Regions from separate parts of the Drosophila melanogaster genome. Here regions 1 and 2 are each linked to region 3. Evidence: chromatin contacts called from public Hi-C and HiChIP or PLAC-seq data. All regions are on one chromosome and are shown on one strand. Each heading gives the region's core, a stretch centred on a gene start, on an enhancer-like site or on the middle of the called end of the contact. The rest is flanking DNA. Distances are from core to core; before and after follow the strand shown.

Region 1 (3,456 bases), core at 402-2,901, 200 kb before region 3:
TCCATCTCATCCTCCGGATACTGAAATGTACAAAACAGTTAGGTGAATTGGTGTATTTTGTGGAACTGTAACCTCTTCACTTACCACAATTCCTTTGCTGCACTTGAGTGCGACTGTGCGCGAGGCATTCACACTGCTCTCCAAATACTTTCCGGCTCGAATGTCGTAGAATAGGAGCATGCCCAGACCCGTGCCAACGGTGAGCAGGTTACCTTCGAACGAAGTCGCCCGTATACCGCAGCCACTGTATCGAGATGTGATCTTCTTAATGGTTTGAAGGGTTCGGGCGTCCAAAAGGATGGTATAGGAACGGCATCCAACGGCATAAAGGCCGTCGCTGTGGTAGGCGATGCTCACGTTGTCCTGGCAGTTTGGCAGCTTTCGTGAGAGTGTCTGCTTGAAGGTCTCCGCATTGAAGATGTGAATGTATCCGTTCAGCGAGAGGGCGGCGATCTCCTTAAACTCCTTGTTGAAGCAAAGAGATCGAATCTGTAAAAGATCTTATTGATAAAATGGTTCTTTGATTTGATTTGCATTCATAAGCTCACCCTCTGGGCAGTGCGAACTTCCTTGACACTAAGGGGGTGGATGGTTGCGAATGTGGGACACGCTTCCTCGCCGCCATCTGGAAACTCCATGTGATCCTCGTTGATGCGCCACAGAGCCATGCGCGAGTCCTTCGATCCGGACACAAGAAACTGGTCATCCAGCCAGCACATGCCCATTATAAGGTCGCGGTGCCCACCCTCGCCCACACAGACGGGATCCAGCGTAGGCAGTCGGTAAACAGCAATATCGGAGGAGTTGCGCGCACCGGTGGCTAGGAAGGATCGGCTGGGCGACAGCTCGATGGCATGCAGGCCACCCTGGACCTCAGGATGGTTTGCCCGGCTATTTGAGAGCGTTGGGATGGCGTCCACCCGGCGCATGTTCACATCGTAGACGAGCAGTTTATTGCACTTGGTCCCGAAAACCACTTGTCGACTGCTCAGCCACTTGGAGCAGAAGACCTTGTTGATGTAGCCCAGACTAATCTGCGTCTCGCGCAGCATGTCGTGGGTTAGCACATAGCGGCTGGTGTACTCCACATTGACACTGCGACGCTGCAGAGGATGGTGGGACAAAGTTCACGTTAGCAATGCAAGTGGTGCGACTTCACAACATATACCCACATCTCGGAGTCCACTCTCCCGGCTGCGCAGGTAGTCGCACAGGTTGTAGGATGTGTTCAGGACCTCCTCCTGCTGTTGGGGCGTCTCCTCGTCGCTGCCGGAATCCTCGTAAGTAACAAAGTCGTCTGGTTTGTCCGGTTTTCGTCTACGCTCCTGTCGCATCGCCCGCTGCTTGGCCCTGCGCTCCTCCAGCCGCGAGGATACGTGGCAGGACGGATAGGTGCCCACGACGCTGTCGCGGATGGTTCTCACCATCCCGTTGAACATCTTAAGGTAATTGTTTAATCCGATTTGTTGTCTTTTGCTTTACGGGTTATCATCCGCAAACAAAAATGGTGGTGCGTAGACTACAGTGGAACTACTGGTTCGGAACTGAAGTTTGCTGAACCGATTGTTTTGCATTTAATGCAGAGATACAAATTAAGGGAAATAAAAATACAAGTGTTGACATTTTTCTATTTGGCACAATACTCGGCCGCTCTGGTTACCTGAATATATATATATATATAATAATATATATATAATATACAGTATTTATATAAAGTCGGATGTCGCACAAATGCGTTACACTATCGTTCATCCCTAACGATAGGCCATCGCTTTCACAAAGGGTTTTATCTATTCTCACGAAATCAGCTGTTGCGATTGAAGTGGTGACTTTGTTTGTAAATAAAATGAACTACAACGCCAAGCGAGTAATGCGACAGAACTCGGTTTGCGTGGGTTCCAACGACATGGCAGCGTCGCCGATAATGATTGGACCTGCCCCGCCCTCGGCGCCCAGCACGCCGCAACTGCAGACCACCGAGGACATCAAGCCACTGCTTGTGCAGCGCCAAGTGATTCTGCTGCAAAGTGGAAGCATACCGACGAATCCCTCGCCACAGCAGATCAACCTAGCTGGACATAATGTAGCCGGTGGTGCCAGCGGGAGCAACGTTGCCAACGTTCTCATTCCGGATGATGCACCTGTCTCACTGCTCACAGAGATTGCGGATATCATGCGAAGCTTCGGCGACAGCGATCAGCCCAGGACGGGAAGTGTCAAGCTGGTGGAGCAGATCCTGCAGCAGCAGCTGCGCGGCATCTTCAATGAGGCTTCGCTGGTGGCCATGCGGCGGAAACAGAATCCCTGCCCGTCGCAGGCGGACTTTGAGTTCCTGATGCGCAACCATCCGGTGAAGATAGCTCGGATGCGAAAGCACCTCAAGGATATGCGCATACTCAAAAGGTTCCTTAGTATCCGCACGGGAAGGCCGCAGGACTTCATGGACGACTTGGAGCAGCAGGAGGAGGACGAGGAGCTGGCCATCGATGTGTACGAGCTACACGACGAGGACCGAATGCGAAGATTATTCCGCGCAGATCGGATATCGCAGATCCTTACGGGCCAGCAATACCTGGAGTTCAATGAGGCGCGCAAGACGTCATTCTACTGCCGCCATGGGGAGAAGATCAAGAACAAGTTCCGCCGCTTTCTGGACCTGCCCGCGGACCTTCGCATCCCAACGCCGACAATGAACATTTTGGCCTATCTGGCGCATGAGACCATTGCCGCCATTGTCGACTATTCGATCCTGACGCGCCTGAACTCGGACAACCGTGCGACCGAGCCCTACAGCCGAGTGACCTCCGCCGGAGGCAGTCCGGCTATGATGCACGTCTGTCCGGAGGTCACACAGGGTCGCGGCATGGAGGTGGTCAAGCCAATCAGTGTACCGGAGATCCACGAGGCCATGCGCCGTTTCCGGCAAATGAGCAGCCGTAAGATTGGGCGGTATCGCAACTCTTGCGACATCGATTTCCGGCGCAGTTTTCTAGCCATTTAAGTTTTAATGATCTTAATATCCTCGCCTATTTTTATTTGCGTCAATTATTGATTTTATTCACAAAAAATAGACTGTACAATTAATTCATTTAAAGTAATTCAATCCCCAACAATTAACGCGCTCTACATTTTAATTATACAAATTATAAAATAAAGCAATTTTGGCTCGTTAAAAAAGTTTTTTCCTGAGAGGTCAAGAACAACTAGGCATATTCATTAATTCAATTTGCCTGTGGCACATATCCTGGCCTTTGAGGCTGCGACTAAAAGACAGAAAAACGCACTCCAATTACGGACGGGTGAATCTGCCTCGCATGGAGCCGATAAATTGAAGCGGTAAACGAAGTTGAAACTGGCACCGACAGATAAATAAAAGCGCAATAAAGAAATTTGCCGACAGGCGCACTCGCACGTGTGCCACACAGACGGAGCGAAGGAGAAGGACCAGCAAGGATG
Region 2 (3,514 bases), core at 156-2,655, 140 kb after region 3:
AGTCAAACATGAAAGTTAAGTTTAAGGCAAAACTAACATTCTCCTTTCGGTGCTCTTACCTATATCCAAACTGGCCATGTCCAGCAACGGCCAATCCCTGCGCTGAGGTGCACATTTGCTCTTCTTGCTGCCCGAAGAGCCACTGGATCCGCCAAGGCTGCCTGTGCTCGCCCGCTTCGGAGCCACAGGTGCAGAGCTTACTGGAGTTCCAACAGGAGTGGGTGACTTTGAGGCACCCTCTTCCGCTACCTGAACAGGGGGCAACTGCTTGGGCATCTTGTTCATGTGCACGGCGCGCACGTTCTTAACGTAACCATCGTCGAAGAGAACCTCGTAGGTATCGTTGCCCAGCAACTTGCGTATGGTTCCTGGAAACTTACGCGGCCCCGACCAGCGGGCCATGCACTTCTCGTCCAGCTCAAAGACGGGCAGCACACGGTTGCTGAGGCGCTGCCTCAGCCGCTCCGACTTGATGGCCATCCACTCCTGAAAGCTGCCGCTGGTCGAAGGTGACACCTTTAGCTTGTGATTGCGCTCAAAGCGCACGAGTAGCGTCTGCTCCGTCTCGTTAACTTCCACGATGCGGGCGGGCAACCAGTTGCCTTCCACACTGAGCGCCTCCAAACGGGCGCCAATAGTCAGGTTATGTGGGTTGCTGTACTTGGGCGGTGTGCCGGGCAAAGGTGAGTTCGAACTGGAAGCGGATCCAGGAGCTGGGACTGTGGCTTCGCTGCTTGCGGCTACCGGAGTCCCTGAGGGTTCCTTTGCAGCTGCCTTGTTTGCATCTTCTCCACTTTCGGGAGTATTTTTAACGTCATCCGCCGCCTTGCCTGTTTTACCTTCCTCCGTGGCCTTGCGTTCTGCAGATTCCGACAGGATTTGCGCAACTATTTGGTCTACCGTAGCTTTGATCACATCGTCATTGGTCGATGACTGAGCATTTCCCGGGGTTTCAGTCGTTCCCTCCACGCTGGCGTGCTGAAGTGCCCGTTGGTCTGCTTCGATCTCCGCGGTATCCATCTTGCCCCATGGAAAAACGGTGGGAAAGACGCGCGGCTTGAGCAGATACTTCCCATTGCGGATAGTGTTGAAGTCCAAACGGCGGAAGTGGCGTGAGCAGACCAGCACGCTCTTGGTGATCTGGCGCTCCAGGCTGATGCGAGAGTTTTTGATCCATATGGCGCGGATGATGGGATCTAGGGGGAAGGAGTGGTAAGTCACGCCGTTGTGCTCCAACAGACGCGACGTCGACGGGCAGTTGGCCACGCAGCACCGGCGGCCCATGGCGATGAAGTTCACCCAATTCTCTATTTTGTTTGCCTATGTGCAAACGCACACTTTGCTAAGTGATGAAATAATCCAGGAAACGACGCGAAAATTATCCAGAAAAATACAGCGCAATAAATTAGTGATACCAAATTGGGGTACAGTAAAAACGTGTGCGTCGGCAAACTATCGATAGTTAGATATTGCCACCTTGTTGGAAAAGTTCAAAACTATTTAACGATATTTTTTGAATTTTATAAAAAATAAATTTTAAATGACTTTATTGCATAGATCTTTATTGTGGTGATAAATAAATACTACTTTCGATAAATAAATAAATATTACTTTAGAGCCTGAGTAGGTTGAATTTAATTACTTTTTATTTCTGACTATCTCAATTTTCATGAAACTTTACATCAATCTTCCTGCCATAAATTAACTATTAAAGTTGGTAAATACCCGCTGCACAATTAATATTAATCGGTGCGTTAATGCATTTTAGCGAAGTGAGGGTGCCATAAATTTCCTCAGCTCGGCGGAAAAAGGATCACGTGCCGATACGCCACCGTTCCCAAGGCCACCGAAAGCCTATTTGAAATGCAATTAATGTACGCTTTTGGGCTTACATGTCACCACGTTCGCCAAAAGGCAGACACCTTGCAAAAAGCTAACCAAATACGATATTATCCATTCGACAAATGCTTCTGGAAATATGTATTTCAACACTGGGTTTCAAAGTTTGAGGAGCAGCTATTTACGCATACTGCTAAAATAAACACTCATTGTAGTTTTTAATTACAATATTTCACCCGGTCATTAGCATGCAAGAAACAACTGACAAATTTAAATGTGGCGCCTGCTGCTTGATCGGTTGATTGAGCCGCCAAAAAAATCGATTGAAGTATGGAGCTTTGGCCTTCAAATCGAAATATGTGAGGAAAATGTGATGGCACATTTTGAAAGAATAAAATATTAAGATTCTCTATATTGTGTCAATATCTTATGTATATATGTGGCTTGACCCCTCGAATTCCGTAACTAAACAGTTTAGTTCCATTACAAATATTGTTTTAGAATGATAGCCGGAAACTCACGGTCGAAGAGCTTCCTGTTTTTGGGTACTTCCCTGAAAACGAGGTCTCTGGGTCAATCGGTTGACTTTTAGATCTTGGGCGTGTTTGCGAAATTGACACGGAGCCAATATCAAATGGTGTTGACTTTGATTCAGTGGATTGCCAATATTTGTAATCAAATCACGGCTGGAGCATAAAGCAAACTTTAATTATAAAATGCTTTTATTGTCATATGCAGCTGACATAAATATTAAATAACGTGAGTAATTGACGTTGCTAAGCCGAATAATTTAGCATTTTATAAATTTTGGTCAGTCAAAAACTGACATTGAGGGGGCCACTCGAAGGGAAATCCAAAATGGGTGGTAAACACGGTTAGATTTCCGTTTGCATAACTATTAGTGAACATATTTGCATAAATTATCGACACTCGATGAAATTGGGACGACTGCACCTGACCTCACTCTCTTTTTGTGCAAATAATTCAACAATATGTAACCTGTGCAAAAATATTTTTCAAAAACAGAAAACCGAAAACAGAAATATGTACAAGGAGAGTACAAAACTTTTGGTCCAACTGACGGCGGCACTTTCTCCTTTAATATTTACCCAACTCATCGACAAATTGGCCAGGCCCATTCCCCAGCCTCATCTCATCGGTCCCAGCCGCATAGCCCATAAGTCAGCCCCTTCTCCCTCTCCCTCTCCCGATCCCGATCCCCATTCCGATACCGTCTGGGAACTCATTGCGTAAATATGAGGGCATGCAATGCGGTAATAGGCTGGCTGCGCGTCTCTTGACAGTTGGGCCCAGTTTCCCGGTTCCTTATCACATGATTATTACCCAAAAATATTATCGCTAAATGATGATGATCATTTTGGGCTTGAGAGTGCCCACGGGAATTCATGTAACGCCGAGTAGCTCACACAAATTAAATAAATTATGCTTGCCCGAAAGACATGGCTTAAGCAAATACACGTGTTGACCATGTAAATGGGTTGCCTAATTTATTATAATTTTTATTGCTCTTTGTCGTTCAGCATTGCACGCCGGTCATTTGAAATTTGAAATTTAATATGTGGAATTTTTTCAATGCTAGCAATTGGGATTTTTCCAAACTCTGTGTACAATATATTGAAATAATTTTACTTAACACCCACCTCTGTGGCATAGT
Region 3 (3,448 bases), core at 43-2,542:
TGTCCTGGATGGTCTGCATGTTGGTGACTAGTGCAAAGACTTGCTGCAAGTGAGCCGCTGCCAAGGCGTTCATTTTATCTAGCCATTGTTGAAGTGAAGAACCCAACTGCTCAGGTGTTAGCTGAGGTACATCAAATTGTGGCTTAAAACCAGCGATGATTTCGGGTAAAAGATGAACCAGCTGGCGCTCGCTACTCTCCATTCGGTTGATGCTGGGTGGACACGTAGAAGAGGCACACTCCTCCAAGCGGCTAAAAAGAAGGCTATAACCTGTACGAGAGAAAAGACCGATTGTTCCAATAATAATGTTGTGTGCCTATCTGCGAATGGAAACATACCCAAAAGACACTTGTCCAGAAGCTCCACGGTGCTGTTGAGCACGTTTAAGCTAGCCAAAATGCGATCCTTGACGCGACGTGGCTCCGATGGACCGCTTTGCAGGCAGTTCAGAAAGGCTGAGGAGCGCAGGTTCAAGAAGGATTTCAGCACAGTACTCAAATCGCTTTTGTCTAGCAAGAGAAGGCTCTGCAGGCAGTCCACAGTCATTTCTTGTAGGAGTTCCTCCCTCTCCAGTGCGGTCAGTATGGCTTGTTTGATGGTCACGTGAAAGGGACGCAGGATTTCCCATTGCTTGCGCGCTACCGGTAGTTTCTGCATCAGGGCACTCTGGCCGTCCAGTTGCAAGCCCGTGCTGATGTGGCGACTGAAGATGAACAACTCAGTAGCGGCATAGAAGCGATCGTTGTCCAAGTGCGTCCAGATTAGTTCCGGCAGGGCAGTAAGCAACTTAATCTGAGCCATGGTGCCGTAGTAGGTCTGCAGCTTTTTTCCGGCGTTCCTCTCCTTCAGTGCGGCATCTTTAGCACTTGCATTGGCAGTTGACTGGAAGCCCAGGAGCTGCTGCTCGTTTAGACTGCGGCAATTGGCCTGCACGTGTCGCACTTGCTCCATAAGTGTCCCGGCCGACGTTTGCATCGCAGCAATGGTGTCAGCCGCCTGCAAAAGATCTCGGTACCGCTCCCTTAAAGATTTAGAATGTTTAAGCAGCAAATCTTCTGAAGGTGCCACATCACTCACCCGACATGAGTGCGCAACTCCTCGCGCTTGTTCTCCACCACCGACTGGATCTTTTTGTGCACCTCGTCTATCTCGGACACGCTGTGCTGCTCAAACAGCGTGTCCACGTTCAGGTTTAACAAATTGGCCGTCATTTAGCCGTCAAATTAGTTTTATTTAAATTAAGAAAACAATAACAAGGGAGCAGCTGTAATAAAATCGAATTATGTATCGATGACTGGCAACATCGATATTTTCTCTCATGACTGTCTATGACTGTTAAATTTATGTTAGTTTACATTTCTCTGTTGGTAAAAATGTTAGATATGCTGTCATGTGCAAGCCGTTACATTTCAATATAACATAAAGAGTTATAGTTAGGGGAATTACCTCATTTAATCGAAAAAAGATATTTTTCTAAATCCAGGTTTCATTTGTTTAAATATACTTTATTAAATGCATTTGTCTGGCATAGATAAACTAATTTACATACACAACAAGTGTAAAAGCAAGAATTCTGATTGGTTTGGCAGCAGTAATAAAGAAAAACCAACAATGGCTTTCACTCCTTTCCCAATTCCCGCAGCACTGCGTTGGCGATCACAATTCTTTGGATCTCCGAGGTTCCCTCGTAAATCTCTGTGACGCGGGCGTTGCGGTAGTAAAGCTCCGCAGGCAGATCGGTGGTGTACCCCATCCCACCCAGGATCTGGATGCACTGGTGGGCACAAAAGGTGGCGGACTCGGAGGCATGCAGCTTGGCCATGGCCGCCTCCTTTGTGATTGGCAGCCCATTATCCTTCAGCCAAGCGGCACGCCACGTTAGCAGCCTTGAGATCTCCACCCGCGTGGCCATGTCGGCCAGCTTCTGCTGGATGAGCTGCAACCGTGCCAGATGCTTTCCGAAGGCCACCCTCTTCTGCGAATAATCCACGGCTAGTTCCAGGGCAGCTTGTGCGATACCGGTGGCCTGGGCGGCTATACCGATCCTGCCACAGTCCAAGGACTGCATGGCGATCTTGAAGCCATCACCGGCAGCTCCAAGGACCCGGGATCGCGGCACGTGAACGTCCTCCAGCACCAGCTGGCAAGTCGAAGTCGCGCGCATGCCCATTTTGCTTTCCTTCTTGGCTATGGAGAGTCCTGGAACATCCTTGGGCGTAAGAAAGGCAGTGATTCCCTTGTGTTTCATGCTCTTGTCCACCGTGGCAAAGACGATACCCCCGCTGGCCTCCTTGGAGTTTGATATCCACGCTTTAGTGCCGTTTATTTGGTAGCTGTCCCCTTGCAGCTTGGCCGTGGTGCTGGCAGCTCCTGCATCCGATCCGTTTCCAGGTTCCGATAGTGCATAGAAGGCGATGTGCTCACCCTGGGTGTACGGCACCAGGAAATCCTGCTTCTGCTGCTCGGTTCCATGCTGCTGCACTGCACCCAGGTACAGGTTATTCACGCCCATCACAATGGACACGGCGGCGTCACCACGAGCCACCTCCTCCATGCCAATCGCGTAGGCCTGGTAATCCAATCCGGAACCACCTGAAAAATCAATATTTAATGAATGGAATCTAGTAGTATGATCTATTTATATACCATTTCAAAAATGAAAACATCACATATTTTATGTTATGTAAATATTGTAAATATTATAATTGAAATAGGAACTCACCATACTCCTCTCGAACCGTCACTGACATGAGACCGAGTTCTCCCAACCGTCGGACCTGTTCCGCCGGATAAAGCTCCTCCCGGTCGTGGTGTCGCGCTTTGGGGGCCAGTTCCGCATTGGCGAACTCCCGGCAAGTCTTCTGGAGAATCTGGTGGGTCTCGGAGAGGGCGGCCAGGCATGCGATTCCCCGGTTTCCACCAGCGATTATCCTCGCACTCCATGCGCCGCTCGAGCGTTGACCTGCAAAGACGGAGGCGGCAAATCGATCATCCAGTCAGCCGGGAATCACCCAGTTCCTCACCCAACGTCCGCGCCACTCTGATCAGCTGCTGCATTCCGTCGCCAACTGATCCCAAGCCCGTGGTGCCGGTTGCGATCGAGGTAGTGAAAGCTTTTTCGCACTCGTCGACGAGCCGATCGAAATACAACCGAGGAAAACAGCTTTTATACGCAGCTTTTTGAGGCGAAGTTCATGGGAGGAGATTGAAAGGGGGTCCCGTTTATTAAAAACTACTAATCGATTTTGTAAAATGGTTCTTTTAAATTGATTTTAATTGAGTATAAGAATTACTAAAATCATTTTAGTTGTTTCAAATTTGTAATTTATAATCGGTTTTTAACAAATTTTAAAGTTTCATTTAAAAATGGTATTGATAAGCGCCGAAGTCACCACTGCGCCACTGTGTTCGTATAAAGTGTTTCAACTATATAGTACTACCTAAAATG

The links. Hi-C and Micro-C count contacts between places; a contact is called where the count stands out from the background. HiChIP or PLAC-seq counts read pairs in DNA pulled down with a chosen protein or histone mark.
Region 1: a Hi-C map of the Kc167 cell line shows a contact between it and region 3, with 5 times the contacts expected there. The contact joins the promoter of DCAF12 here to the promoter of Cog1 in region 3. A contact is called at or near these places in 23 of 107 Hi-C or Micro-C datasets (the Clone 8 cell line, the D17-c3 cell line, the Kc167 cell line and 7 more) and 2 of 6 datasets of contacts at active chromatin or transcription factors (both in the Kc167 cell line).
Region 2: an H3K27ac HiChIP or PLAC-seq map of the Kc167 cell line shows a contact between it and region 3, with 8 times the contacts expected there. The contact joins the promoter of MBD-R2 here to the promoter of Cog1 in region 3. A contact is called at or near these places in 14 of 107 Hi-C or Micro-C datasets (the Clone 8 cell line, the D17-c3 cell line, the Kc167 cell line and 3 more) and 3 of 6 datasets of contacts at active chromatin or transcription factors (all in the Kc167 cell line).

The regions. Positions count from the first base shown.
Region 1 is chr3R:12,015,380-12,018,835 of dm6, forward strand. DCAF12 (DDB1 and CUL4 associated factor 12) reads right to left here and starts at 1,652. Exons shown (of 4, transcript NM_001275566.1): 1 at 1,173-1,652; 2 at 549-1,103; 3 at 85-489; 4 at 1-20. The coding sequence starts at 1,439. It overlaps Spt3, which reads left to right and starts at 1,777. Exons shown (of 1, transcript NM_141889.4): 1 at 1,777-3,171. The coding sequence starts at 1,847. The coding sequence ends at 3,001.
Region 2 is chr3R:12,354,860-12,358,373 of dm6, forward strand. It overlaps MBD-R2, which reads right to left and starts at 1,406. Exons shown (of 5, transcript NM_169461.3): 1 at 60-1,406. The coding sequence starts at 1,284.
Region 3 is chr3R:12,218,394-12,221,841 of dm6, forward strand. It overlaps Cog1 (Component of oligomeric golgi complex 1), which reads right to left and starts at 1,293. Exons shown (of 5, transcript NM_001275568.1): 1 at 1,078-1,293; 2 at 339-1,021; 3 at 1-270. The coding sequence starts at 1,211. CG4860 reads right to left here and starts at 3,071. Exons shown (of 3, transcript NM_141906.4): 1 at 3,024-3,071; 2 at 2,723-2,962; 3 at 1,488-2,592. The coding sequence starts at 3,057. The coding sequence ends at 1,619. It also overlaps asRNA:CR46012.